Regions from separate parts of the Mus musculus genome. Here region 1 is linked to region 2. Evidence: chromatin contacts called from public promoter capture Hi-C data. All regions are on one chromosome and are shown on one strand. The core of a region is the stretch at or near the end of the contact, and the rest is flanking DNA. Distances in the headings are between cores, read along the strand shown. Region 1 holds the start of 1700080G11Rik (RIKEN cDNA 1700080G11 gene). Region 2 holds the start of Gja4 (gap junction protein, alpha 4).

Region 1 (6,568 bases), core at 2,795-5,294, 160 kb after region 2:
AAGGCGTGCGCCATCACGCCCGGCGGTCTACACTTTCTATTGGATTCAAGTCATCCGGGATGATGTTGTGGTCCTTGGTGCATTTCTAGTTGAGTTTTAAGTTGAGAGATAAGAATCGAGTTTCATTTTTCTACATGTGGCTATCTAGCTTGCCAAGCACCTATTGTTGAAGATGCCGTCTTTTCTCCAATGTGTATTTTTGGCTTTTGTCAAAAATCAGTTGAGTGGAAGAGCATTGGCTTAGATCTGGGTCTTTACATCTTCTCCATTTACCAGTGTATCTGTTTCTACATCAGAACCATGCTGGTTTTGTTACTGTGGCTCTGCAGTATAACTTGAAATTAGGGTTGGTGATTCATCCAGCAGAGCATTTATTGTTCAGGATGGCTTTGACCATCCAGGGTCTTTTGTGTTTCCAAATTAATTTTGAGATCGTTTTTTCGTTTATTTATTATTATTATTATTATTTTGTGAAGAGTTGAGTTGCATTGGAATTTTGGTGGGATTGCATTGAATCCGTAGACTGTTTGCAGATGGCTGGATTCACAATGTTTTCTCTTTATCTCCTGGTAGCTCTGTCAATGACTTTCTTCAGCGTCTCCAGGTTCCATCGCAGGAGCTTTCCACGTTCTCGGTTAGATTTCCTTGAGGGCATTTTGAGGCTATTTTGAATGAGATTGTTTCCCTGACTTCTTTCTTGGCATGCTTGTCACTGGTGTGCAGGACGCCTACTGATCGTGTGTATTAATTTTCTATCCTTCTGCTTTGACAGATGTGTTTATCAGCTTTAGGGGATTTCTGGTGGAATCGTCTTTATTCTATTTTATTTACATATACAATTTTATCATCTGAAAATAAGGATTCTTTGACTTCTTCCTTTTCTAACTTTTATCTCTTTTATTGTCTTCTCTTGTCTTCTCGCTTTGGCTAAGACTTTAAGCACTGCTTATCAGGAGTGGAGAGAGGGGCTGGTTCCTGATTTTAGTGGAAATGCTTTAGCCTTTCTCCATTTAACAAGAAACTGGTTGTGGGGTTCTTTTATGTTACCTTTATCATGTTGAGATAGGTCCCCTGTATTTATAGACTCTCCAGGACTTTTTATCATGAAGGAATGTTAGTTCCCTCCCCACCAAAGGCTTTTTCTGCATCCAATGAGGCTATCATGTAGTTTCTGTCCTTGAGTTTATTTATGTGGTAGATTACATCTATTGATTTACATATGTTGAATTTTCCTTGTGTCTCTGGGATGAAGCTGACCATGGCTGATATCTGTAAAAGCTTTTAAAATTAAACATTTTGCTATCCACATGTATGGCTCAATTTTTGAATATGATGCCAAGAACCTATACATTCCTGAGCCATGGCGTTTTCTCTCCCTCTCCCTCCTGGTCATAAGGCCCCAGGACAGGTGCGCCTATTGGGGACTGATCTGTGGCACAGCAGGGCTGCTCTTGGTAGATTACTTCCTGGACAGCCACTGGTGGGGGGATTAAATGAGGATAAAGAAACAGGGTGGCCAGGGAAGCCAGAGTATTTGTTTGAGACAGGATCTTGCTATGTGGCTCAGGCTGGCTTTGAACTTGTATTCCTCCTGCCTCTGCCTCTTAAAAGCAGAGGTTTCTGGTGTAAGCCAACACCCGGCTCTAGAGAATTGCTTTTTGCTAATCTCTGCTGGGGGAAGACTAGAGGATCTATTGAATAGCAGTAACAACATAACAAAAGATAGGATCTGAGGCTATTGATAAAGTACTGGCTGGCTGGGAGTAACTGATCCTGGTAAGGAGGTAATGGCCCAAGTGACTGATGGGATTAGTTTCTTAGCCAAGGATTTATTGAGAAAAATTGTCAGGGTCTATGGAAGAATCCTGGATCCCTCAATCAGGGTAGGATTCTCCTACAGGGAGGATTTTATTCTATGATCTCTTCCCACATTTGCCTTTCATGGGAATAGTCTCCCAGCCTGTGTGTGACTCAGTGACACTCTGTCCTCTCGTCAATAGCTCCAGGGCATCTGATGTGCCAAATGCTGAATTTGGCCAAAGAAAAGATATTTGTGCCTTTTATTTAGATGATTGAGAAAGGAGGTATGGGTGTGGATAAGAGTTGACTTGTGCCCGGCCTCCCAATGACAAGCCTAGAATCATGTGTGCAGGGCAAACAAAACCAGTTCAGAGACAATATGGAGGATGACAACTCCAGTTGCCTGGTAGGTTGGGTGCCCCTCATGTTGATACAGTAGAGGTGCATGGGAAAGGGCCTATCCTATCACTGGGGACGCTGACGGGTCCAGAACACAGAGTGGCTTTTGGGTCTGCATGTGTCACCACAGATGCAGATGTAGGACTTTGATCCTTTCTCCAGGATCAGAGCCTTGGGTCCCCAGATCTAGGTCCAGAGCATGGACAAGACTCATATCCACTTTTGAAATTTTGACTGAGATTCTTTTGTGTGTAATGATCAGAGACCAACTTGGCTTGAGCAAAAATAGAAACACAAAATTTCAGGAGTACAGAGGTCATATCAGGAAGGCAGCCAGTCTTTTTTTTATAAGGGACCAGGAAGCTACCCAGAGTCAAAGCGTCACCCTGTACCACCAGACTGATATTCTTTGATGAATTAAAAAAAAACGAGGACATGACTGACTGCTCCAAGGTATGGTTGAGTGGAAGGTTTGTTGTAGATACGCGTGAGAAAGCAGCCAGAGGCATCTGGAAAGGGTCCAGAATGAACCAGGCCAGCGGACTGAGGCATGAGAGAAGAGGGTGGGAGTGGGGCGAGGGGAGGGTGAGGGCGGACAAGAAGAGAGAGGGAGCAAAGAGAGGAGCCGAGGACTGGGAGACCTGGAGAGCAAGAGACCATGTAAAGGAAATGGCTGAAGCGATATAGGAGTCAGAGAAATTGGGGGAAGAGAAGCTTAAGGGCAGGGGGCTGAGTGAGAAGCTCTGAGAAGAGCCAGGACTCTGTCACAGGTATGGGAGACATTGAGACTGGTAGCTAGCATCCACTTTGATATGTTTTTTTAAAAATTTATTATGTATTTTCCTCAATTACATTTCCAATGCTATCCCAAAAGTTCCCCATACCCTCCCCCCCACTTCCCTCCCCACCCATTCCCATTTTTTTGGCCCTGGCGTTCCCCTGTACTGGGGCATATAAAGTTTGTGTGTCCAATGGGCCTCTCTTTCCAGTGATGGCCGACCAGGCCATCTTTTGATACATATGCAGCTAGAGTCAAGAGCTCCGGGGTACTGGTTAGTTCATAACGTTGTTGCACCTACAGGGTTGCAGATCTCTTTAGCTCCTTGGATACTTTCTCTAGCTCCTCCATTGGGGGCCCTGTGATCCATCCAATAGCTGACTGTGAGCATCCACTTATGTGTTTGCTAGGCCCTGGCCTAGTCTCACAAGAGACAGCTATATCTGGGTCCTTTCAGCAAAATCTTGCTAGTGTATGCAATGGTGTCAGCGTTTGGAAGCTGATTATGGGGTGGATCCCTAGATATGGCAGTCTCTAGATGGTCAATCCTTTTGTCACAGCTCCAAACTTTGTCTCTGTAACTCCTTCCATGTGTGTTTTGTTCCCAATTCTAAGAAGGGGCACAGTGTCCACACTTTGGTCTTCATTATTCTAGAGTTTCATGCATTTGGCAAATTGTATCTTATATCTTGGGTATCCTAAGATTTGGGCTAATATCCACTTATCAGTGAGTACATATTGTGTGTTTGTGATTGTGTTACCTCGCTCAGGATGATGCCCTCCAGGTCCATCCATTTGCCAAGGAATTTCATGACCCAGGACCAGATGGGTTTAGTGCAGAGTTCTACCACTTTGATATGTTAAAGAGGCACCTCAGTCACTTGAGAACTAACAGCGGGGGGGGGGGGGGGGGGGGGGGGGGGGCAGGGTCTCTTCATCTCTGTGATTCTATGGGGTTGTTTGATCTCTGCTCAGCTCTGTCTCTATCTCTGTCTCTATTTGTTTCTCTCACTTAGTTATCTCTCTCTCCTTGTCACGTGCCCCAAGTTCATTGTTCCTGTTTCTAACGGTCTCAACTTGCCAATTATGCTTTCCAGATATTACAGGGGACTCCGATTGGCTCTCCCCGAGTCACGTGCTCCCTGCTGGCCAAACAACAGTAGCCTGGAGTGTGAAGGTGGGTCTGCAATTGCTTCTGCCAGGGTCAACTGTGAGGGAAGACGGTAGGGAAGTGACACCCTTTCAGTGAGTACTGACTAGTATGAGCCTCAGTTTGCCTTCCGGAAGTGGGAGGAAGGTTCTACCTTAGCCTGTCAGGGTGGAGTGCTGATGGGTATGGACTGGGTTCCTTGGGACCTGAGGCTCCTGCTGTACCTTGTGCCCTCCCAGGGCTTCAGCTGGTGGCGCTGGCTGCTTGACTTTCTGGAAATGGATGCCATGCAAGGTTGCATTTTGACCAGGGGGAAGGAGGTCATTCTTGAGGGTGGCTGGATCGATTGTGAGTCTGCCCCAGCTCCAGAGACACGGCAAGGTAATGGAATTCTTCCCGTAATCGTTGCAGCTGGGGTTCTGGGGCCGAGACAGCCTGGATGCTTACAAACTAGCAGCCAAGGTGTGTTCTGAGGCTGCAGACGTGGCTTTAATGGTTCTTTTAAAAAATTAAGTGTGAGCTCATCCCTCAGAGAAACAGAGAATTGGCCATCCGTGAGGGCATGGTTAGTAGATTCAGAGAGTTTCTGCTGTCCTAAATAAATAAGAAAAAAGTTAAGGGACTTCACTACTCATATTTCCCAGGAAGAGAATTGTTAACTACTCCGGTCTGCCCTTGTGAAAACCCAGGGAGAGACACTAGGGAAAGGCCTTCTTTTAAAAAAAAATCTAAGAGCAAGGACAGGGGCATTTTAAGCAAAAGATTAAGAATTCGACTTTACTCCAATGCTTCCTTGTCAAGAACAGAAAGAGCATCTGGTGTTTGCTATCGGCTCCTCGGGGTAAATAAAGACCTACCCCACCCTGACTAAAAAGAAGTTATCCTCTAGAAGAAAACCTTCCCCTTCTGTGTCTCTACAACTTCAAGGGCGTCTTAGAGACAAGGCCGCCTATAGCTGCAATCCTTTAAAAGGCTCAAAAGTTCTCTTCAAAGAAAACGAAAGTCTTAAACACAAGGATAAGTTCCATTTCTAAACTTACCAGTAACTGTGACCTACTTTATGTTTTGGTTTGCTTCCTTGTCTTCCTTTTAACATTGTTGGTCTGTCTGTCTGTCTGTCTGTCTGTCTGTCTATGTATCTATCTATTCTATCATCTTTTGATCCATCATCTATCTTCTACTTATCTATCATCCAGCCCTTTATCCATCGCCTACCTATCTATCTACCTACCTACCTATCTATCTATCTATCTATCTATCTATCTCTACTATCTATATCTACCTGTTTTGATCCATCTATTATCAATCAATCAGTCTATGTATCATCTATCATCCATCTATCCACCCATTATTTGTCATCTATTTATCTAATCAGTTATTGTATATCTATCTGCTACCCATCATCTTTTGATTCATCTATTATCAATCAATCGATCAATCAATGTATCATTTATCATCTGCCTAGCCATCCATCCATTATCTATCATCTGTTCATCTATTCATCTGTTATCTATATCTATCCACTATCAATCAATCTATCATCTGTTAATCTATCTGCCTACCTATCTGCAATACTTATAATCTTATGCTATTTCTTCTTAATATATTCTACCACTGAATTCTTTACTAAAAAAATCTTTTATGGTTTACTATAACAACTCCCAGTATTTTATTTATTTATTTATTTATTTATTTATTTATTTGTACAGTTCATGGGATCTCACTCCTAAATTCAAAAGTTAAGACAATGAGGACGGCTGTCTTACAAGACCTAATGGCCCTTGACGTACTAACAGCAGCGCGAGGAGGAACCTGTGCCATCATTAGAGTGCTGTGTATATAAACCTGACAACTGGGACAATATGTCCCCAGTCCTCCAAGATTTACATACTCAAATTAAATCTCTTGTCAAGCCCTGCTTTAAGTTTTAATGATTAACTGGCATCACAGTTAGCCGGCACCTCATGATAAAAAGACCCTGCTATTTTTGGTGCCAATCGGAGACATAGCAACCTGCTATATAGTTTATTGTTGATGTGGCTTGATGATTTCTATCAAATCACGATCCTTCAGCCTGTGTGTCTGGAAGCTCTAGAAGGGGACAGCGGGGACAGAGACAGTCAGACCAGGAAGCCAGAGTGTCGGGGGATGCAGCTTAGTAGCTATAGAGGGGTCTGGATTTGGGGAACAAAGAACAGGAGAGCAAGCCCAGGGACGGGCAGGCGACTTTTTGATGCATAGTCAGACTCTATTGACCTTAACCATAGACAACCAGTTTCTCCACCTTTACCTCACAGTCAGGGAGAACAGACTTGCATGTATCCTGGGGAACTCCAAGGTTACCTCGCCTCCCGGTCTCCCGTTAGTGGGCAAGGCTCCCTTGATTGTACTCACGGATGCTCTTTCTTGTGTTCAGAAAGGGTGGACGACAGACCCTTCCC
Region 2 (6,352 bases), core at 2,536-5,035:
CTTCTCCTCCCAAGTGCTGAGTGAGATTACAGGCACCCAATCCCATGGCACGTTTATGTGACGCCGGGGACCCAATCCAGAGATCTGCTTATGCTAGGCAGGAACTCTTATCAGCTGAGCCCATCCTCAGCCTGCTTATGTTTTAGAGGTGAGAGAAACTGTGATCAGACTCGATTGACTCCAGGCCATAGAGCTGGCACATGTGGGGGCAATATTTAAACTTAAGACCCGGGTATGAGCTTTCAATAGCTAAGTCCTCACGCACCAATGCTCTGACCCTTTTCAGTCATAGGCTCTTAGAGACTCCAGGGAGTACAAAGAAAGAGGACCATTGGCACTGCCATTGTCTAGGGTCCCCAGTGAGTTCTGGATACACAGACAGGAGCTAAGATGAAGGCCCCTGGGTTGCACCTTCTCATAGGCAGACTAGAAAACACACAAATTACCCTTAGCCCCCACCCCTTTTAGAAACCCTCAGGCTCTTTGACTTGGCCTCTGTTGCCTGCCTTTGGATCTCTTTCCCCTAGCTGGGCTGCCTGGTCTGGCCTCAGTGGGAGAGGATGTGCCAGGACAGGTTGGGGGTGGGGGGAGAAGTCCCCTTCTCCTCAGTGAAGGAGAAGAGAGAATGGATGAAAGGTATGGAAGGGAGGGACTGGGGAGGGCTGAAATTGAGATGTAAAATGAACACATAAATAATGAAAAAAAAATGGTTCTCAGGCACCCATGGTGAGGTGGGAAGGACACATGGGGCAAATTTTAGTTAGACTAGGACAGCCTTGGTGGCAGGTATGCTTGGGAGCAAATGTTTAGTCAGGAGGCACATTGCAGGGGACAGCAGGCTCGGGTACCAGATGGGCATGGGACAGGACAGGAAGAGACACTGCCTGTCTGGGCCGATTAATGAGCAGCTGATTAACAGGACACTGGAAAGGATGTGGGAATGGGATGAAAAGACCCTAGTACCCAGGGTGTTTTGCAAGGGAGAGTCATGGGGACTCGGTGCTGAGGGAAAGGATTTGAGTCTTGAGGCCTTACGGTGCTCTCTGGAGCTGGGCTGTAGAGGACTAGAAAGAAAGCAAGTCTGTGCAAAATAACTGCCTCGCCCCTCACCCCTGGCTCCCCCCACCCTGCCCCCCGCATCCATGACAACATCAGTGCACACCTGACTTATGATGGAGTCCTGTTTATTTGAGGATCATAAACAGTGGAACTAGAAGTGAGAAAAACAAGACATCAACCAGTTCCCCTGGCAAGGGCCAGCTCCGGCGCAGGCTGTGTCTGTCCAGGTGACGAGGCTGAGCCAGCAGCCTGCATCAGTGCTTTTTCCCAGGAGAAGTGGGGTGTGATGAAAACCCAGGGTTCAGTGACTCGTCTAATAGGGGAGGCTCGAAAGTCAACTTGGCGCTGGGTCCCTCAGCAACAGGTGAAAAGGATCGAGGGTTCACAGAACACTTAGTCAAGAGCACTCCCACCTGCTGTGACCCAGTCTGGGTAGTGTCACATTCTGGTAAGCAGCCAGTGTCCTCTGGTCATCACAAAGGCTCCAGGTATTCCAGAACCATCTGTGACCAGGTCCTCTGCCCAGCGAATGTCCACCTCCCTGGCCCAGTTGTCTCTGAGGTGCCTTTGAGGAGTGGACCGCCAGAGAGGCAGCCAAGGTACACGTGCGTGCTCCTCGGGGCAGCTCTGTTGAGTGACATTAGCCCCAGATCCCTACACATACTGCTTCTTGGATGCAGAGCTGTTGGGGCGGCTAGGGGACTTTCGGCCACCCTGGGGAGCTGTGTTTACAAATGGGGGAGGTCTGGAAGAGGTCAGTCTCTCCTCTGTGGTCAAGTTGGCCCAGTTCTGCTCAGTGGATGAGAGCCCGTTGTAGGTGGGACACGGTGGGGAAGAGGGTCCCTCGCCCATGGGGAGGTAGAAGAAAACCTGTTCAGGGTAAGGGTCTGAGGCACTGCCCTGGGCCGGGCGGGCGTCGTGGTCCCTTCGTGCCTTTATCTCCCGGCTGACACACCGACACAGCAGGTGAACCAGCTCCAGCAGGTTGAGCACCAGGGAGATGACTCCTACCACCAGCATGAAGATGATGAAGATAGTCTTCTCAGTGGGTCGAGAGACATAGCAGTCCACGATGTGGGGGCAGGGCGCACGCTGGCACACAAACACCGGCTCCATGGTCCAGCCATAGAGGCGCCACTGGCCATAGAGGAAGCCTGCCTCCAGCACACTCTTACACAGCACGCTGACCACATAGGTACCCATGAGCGCCCCACGAATCCGAAGACGACCGTCCTCTGCCACCGAGATCTTGGCCATCTGATGTTCGATGGCAGCCAGTGCCCGCTCTACATGTAGGTCCTTGGATGGCAGCGCCCGGAGCTCTCCCTCTTTCTGCCGCAACCGCTCTTCCCGCCGAGACAGGTAGATGACGTGGCCCAGGTAGATCAGGGTGGGTGTGCTGACGAAGAGGAACTGCAGCACCCAGTATCGGATGTGGGAGATGGGGAAGGCCTGGTCATAGCAGACGTTGGTGCAGCCCGGCTGGGCTGTGTTACACTCAAAATCAGACTGCTCGTCGCCCCACACCGACTCGCCAGCCAGCCCCAGGATGAGGATGCGGAAGATGAAGAGCACCGTTAACCAGATCTTGCCCACCACGGTCGAGTGTTCCTGGACCTGGTCTAGCAACTTCTCCAGGAAGCCCCAGTCGCCCATGTTTCCAGGGCCTCTCTCTGCAGGGAGACAAGGGTCAGAGGGCCATCAGCAGGGCAGCACAAAGCCTTTCTCAGCTCCCCCACTAGACATATGTCCATGGGATGTAAGCCCTTGGGAGGTCCGCCTGTGCTAGGGTCCCAATCTAACCACACATTGTGCTTTCTTTCACAGGCCAGTGCCCCAGGGTGACCACAACCCGAAGACATGTGGATTGAATAGAGGTTCCTATGGAAACAGAACAGTTGAGGAACTTATCCAAGGTCACACACAGTTGTGCCATGCCCTTCCTCCCTTTTGTTCAAGGCTGGCAACCCCCAAGAGAGCAGGGGTGGGGAGAGATGGTTATTAGGGGTCCCGTTCCCATCTTCCATGCCTCATTAAAAATGTTGAGGGCCTCATTTGAATCTTTGCACTTGCCGGTGGGGCTGGGAGTGAGGGAAGATGGGGTGAGGGACTCAGAAGCCCAGGGCATTTGGTCCACCTGTCTACCAAAAGGACCACCTGCGATTTTAGTGAATACACCTGAGCCTGTCCTAGCTCACTTCCCTCCAAAGCTGTTGCAGCCATTCTAGATAGAGCCTTGCAAGGAATGGCCATAGCTGGGTGAAGGTTCCAACGTTCCCAGAACATCTCATGGTGTGTGTGAAAACGTGGTGATGTGTGGTGTGGGTGCTGTTCCAGAAGTAAAGCAGGTACTACCAGACCTACATTCAAATACTGCTTTCTTCTCACCACCTGGGGATTTGGATTAGTAATCTTCCCGGCGCCCTCGGTCTCTCCTTAAGGGTTCATTGAAAAAAAAAGGGAAGGGAGCTAAACACAAGAGGCTGGTTAAAGGCAGGCTAGGTGAGTGCCGCTGGTGGCTTCAGTCGCGTCTGGCGCCCCGGGGGGCAAGCAAGCCTCAGCCCTCCCGCAGTGGAGTGAACCGTTTCCCCTGCCCCCCGAACTCACCGCCTGCTTGCCCGGCTGGCCCAGGTAGAGGGGACGACCGTGGCCGAAGCTGCGCCTGCGGGAATCCTGCAGGACCGCGCCTCCCGCAGGACGCCTTAAATAGCGCGCAGCTGCGGGTTTAGGGCAGGAAACGCCAGCCAGAGGGCTCTGGGGAGCAGGGAGGCGGGGCCTGGGAGGGACAGACTCCCAGGACCCGCCCAGATTGTGCTTCTTTGGTTGCGAGAGATGGAAGCTGTCTTGTTTCTCTGCTCTGACGCCCTCCGGTATCCCAGACTGCACTCCCCCCCCAGGTCCAGTGCCCTCCCTAGGTCCGCAGCAGGATGTGAAGGCGATTTTTTTTTTAAGCGAGAGGAGCTGGCAGATCTGGCACCTGGTCCGGAGGCTGTAAGGAGTGGGTGGGGTAAGAAGGGAGACTCATCCGTGTGCCCAGCTTCTGAGGCCACTGGACCCACATTGGAGAGGGGTGAGAATTCTCCCTTTCTAGAATCTGGTTGATCTAGGGGTCTCTACTTCACCAATCCTGGGCAGGCTATACCATCAAAAGTCACTTAGGAACGCTCTAGGGTCCTTTGATCTGAGAGTGGAAGTGGAGGGAAGCTCCTGTCCTTTAGCTGGGTTCCAGTCGATGCCTCTAAAAGAGAGGAAAGATCTTCCTGGGGAATTTGGAAGCAGGCAGAGCCCTGCTTCACTGTGAACGAAGAGTGTGGGATTAAGAATCCGCCTGCAGCTGGGAAAGCCACAATAAGCCTGCCAGGCCTGGTTTCCTACCCTCCTTACTAGATGCAGAAATTGAGCAGGGTAAGCCCCGTGGGTAACAGTAAAAGTGTAAAGGTGGGATCCAGGGCATCACGGGGTGTGGTTAGGGGTTGAGAAAGCCAGGCGGTGCAGAACAGCATCACTACCTTGGAGCCACCAGGTTTGGTTTCTTGTGCTAACGCCCAGAAGAGGCTGGGGGACCCAACCATGAGGCTTGTCAGAGCAACGAGGGTCAATCTTACCCTCCTCTGCCCTGACCCTACCGAATAGTGATGGAAGGATACCTGCTTCGGAGGGCCTGCCAAAGCCCCCAGTGTGCTGTATTGGTTCTAAAGGTTTGAGCGAGGACCTGAAGTCACTGAGATGTAAACCCTGAGCTTGGGAGGCTGAAGGAGGCAGAGCAAGAGTTTCAGGCCAACCTGGGATACATGGTGGGAACCTGTCTAAGCAAACAACCAACTCCACAAAACACAAATACACAGGCATGGTGGTACAGGCAGCCTGTAATCCTAGTTCTGTGGAAAGATGAGGCTGAGGAATTAAAATGTCAATGGTATGGGGCTGGGGTGTAAATATTGGTTGAGTGCTTGTTCAGTACTCACAGAGCCTTAGGTTCTAGCTAGCCCTGGTGGCACATAAACCAGGTGGCACATGCCTGGAACCTCACAGGAGGGGGGGGGAGGAGGAGGAGGAAGAGGCAAGAAGGTCAGAAGTTCAAGGCTGTCTTCTCCTTTGTGAGTTTGAGGTCAGCCTGTGGTACATGAGACATTGTCAGGGAGAGGAGAGGCAGGGGAAGAAGAGAAGGAGGAGGGAGGGAAGGAGGGAGGAAGGGAGGAGGGAGAGAGAGAGAGAGAGAGAAAGAGAGCGAGAGAGAGAGAGAGAGAGAGAGAGAGTTCAAGGACAGTCAGCAATTTAGCAAGACTCTTGCCTCAAAATGTTGAAAGAAAGAAATTTGGCGGTGTAGTTGAGCAGTTGAGCCCATGCCAGGCTTGTGCAGGCACAAGGTTTCTGTCTTTGTTGTCCCAAGTATGACCAACCTACCTACCATCCAACCAAGACCATCACAAGGCCTGACAGAAAGGATCTGCACTGTTCCAGGAGAGGGCAGAAAAGCCAAGGGAGGTTGGGGCCTAGGATTGGCAGGGTCTAGGGCAGCTGAGGGTGAGGAAGTGGCTGGGGCCTCCTGGGCCGGGGCAGTCCATGGGTAGGCTCAGACTGCAGACCAGCATGGTTACTGCCTGAGCTCAGGCTAGACAGGCTTTCCCTTCCAGGCCTCTCTTTCTCTGAGGGCCGGAACAGGCAGGGCTGAACGGAGCCTCCTGGGATTCCACTAGGGACAAGTGCGCCGACGTAGTTCTGACCCTTGAAGGCGTGGGAACAGTGTCTGCTCTGGTAGCTTTTCTGCCGAGTTGCCTTTGAGGTTGGGCCTCAAATCCTTTTGAAGGTTTTGCTCCCATCTGGTTCCCAGGGAAGTGGGGGGCAGGGGAGCTCATTGAGGACCTCGGGGTGATGCCAAGGTTGCTCCAACCCCTTCCTGGACTCTGAGATCAGGTGTCACAGATGAAGAAGGGGTAGGGGCCAACCAACACAATATTCAAAAGTCAACTCTTCTGAGGGAAAATGTCCCTGGATCGTCACTCTTCACCCCCACCCCTTTTGTCCTGACCCTGTTCAGCCTGCCACCAACTCAGTGACCCCAGATGGTCTCCTAGCCTCCACTCAGCCTCTACATTTTTGCAGAAACCTGGCTATAAGGTTGCCCTGTTTCAATGCCAGGCCGGCACTCCGTCACCAGCCCCATCCAGTCATTCTCTGTCGTGTCTGTGTGCACCTACCTTTGTGCATGGCTCTGTCTTCTCGGAGCAGCCTCACGTGTGGGAAACTCTCACACGTGGATGCCTCCAGCCCCTCAGGTCTTCGCTGAGATGTC

What was found. Promoter capture Hi-C pulls out the DNA fragments that hold promoters and counts their contacts.
Region 1: a promoter capture Hi-C map of embryonic stem cells shows a contact between it and region 2, with 2.8 times the contacts expected there. The contact joins the promoter of 1700080G11Rik here to the promoter of Gja4 in region 2. A contact is called at or near these places in 1 of 39 promoter capture datasets (embryonic stem cells) and 1 of 9 other capture datasets (liver).

Annotation. Positions count from the first base shown.
Region 1 is chr4:127,470,797-127,477,364 of GRCm38.p6, forward strand. It overlaps 1700080G11Rik (RIKEN cDNA 1700080G11 gene), which reads left to right and starts at 4,045. Exons shown (of 3, transcript NR_166431.1): 1 at 4,045-4,154; 2 at 4,367-4,508; 3 at 5,837-6,046.
Region 2 is chr4:127,310,254-127,316,605 of GRCm38.p6, forward strand. Gja4 (gap junction protein, alpha 4) reads right to left here and starts at 3,786. Exons shown (of 2, transcript NM_008120.3): 1 at 3,667-3,786; 2 at 1,167-2,732. The coding sequence starts at 2,715. The coding sequence ends at 1,714.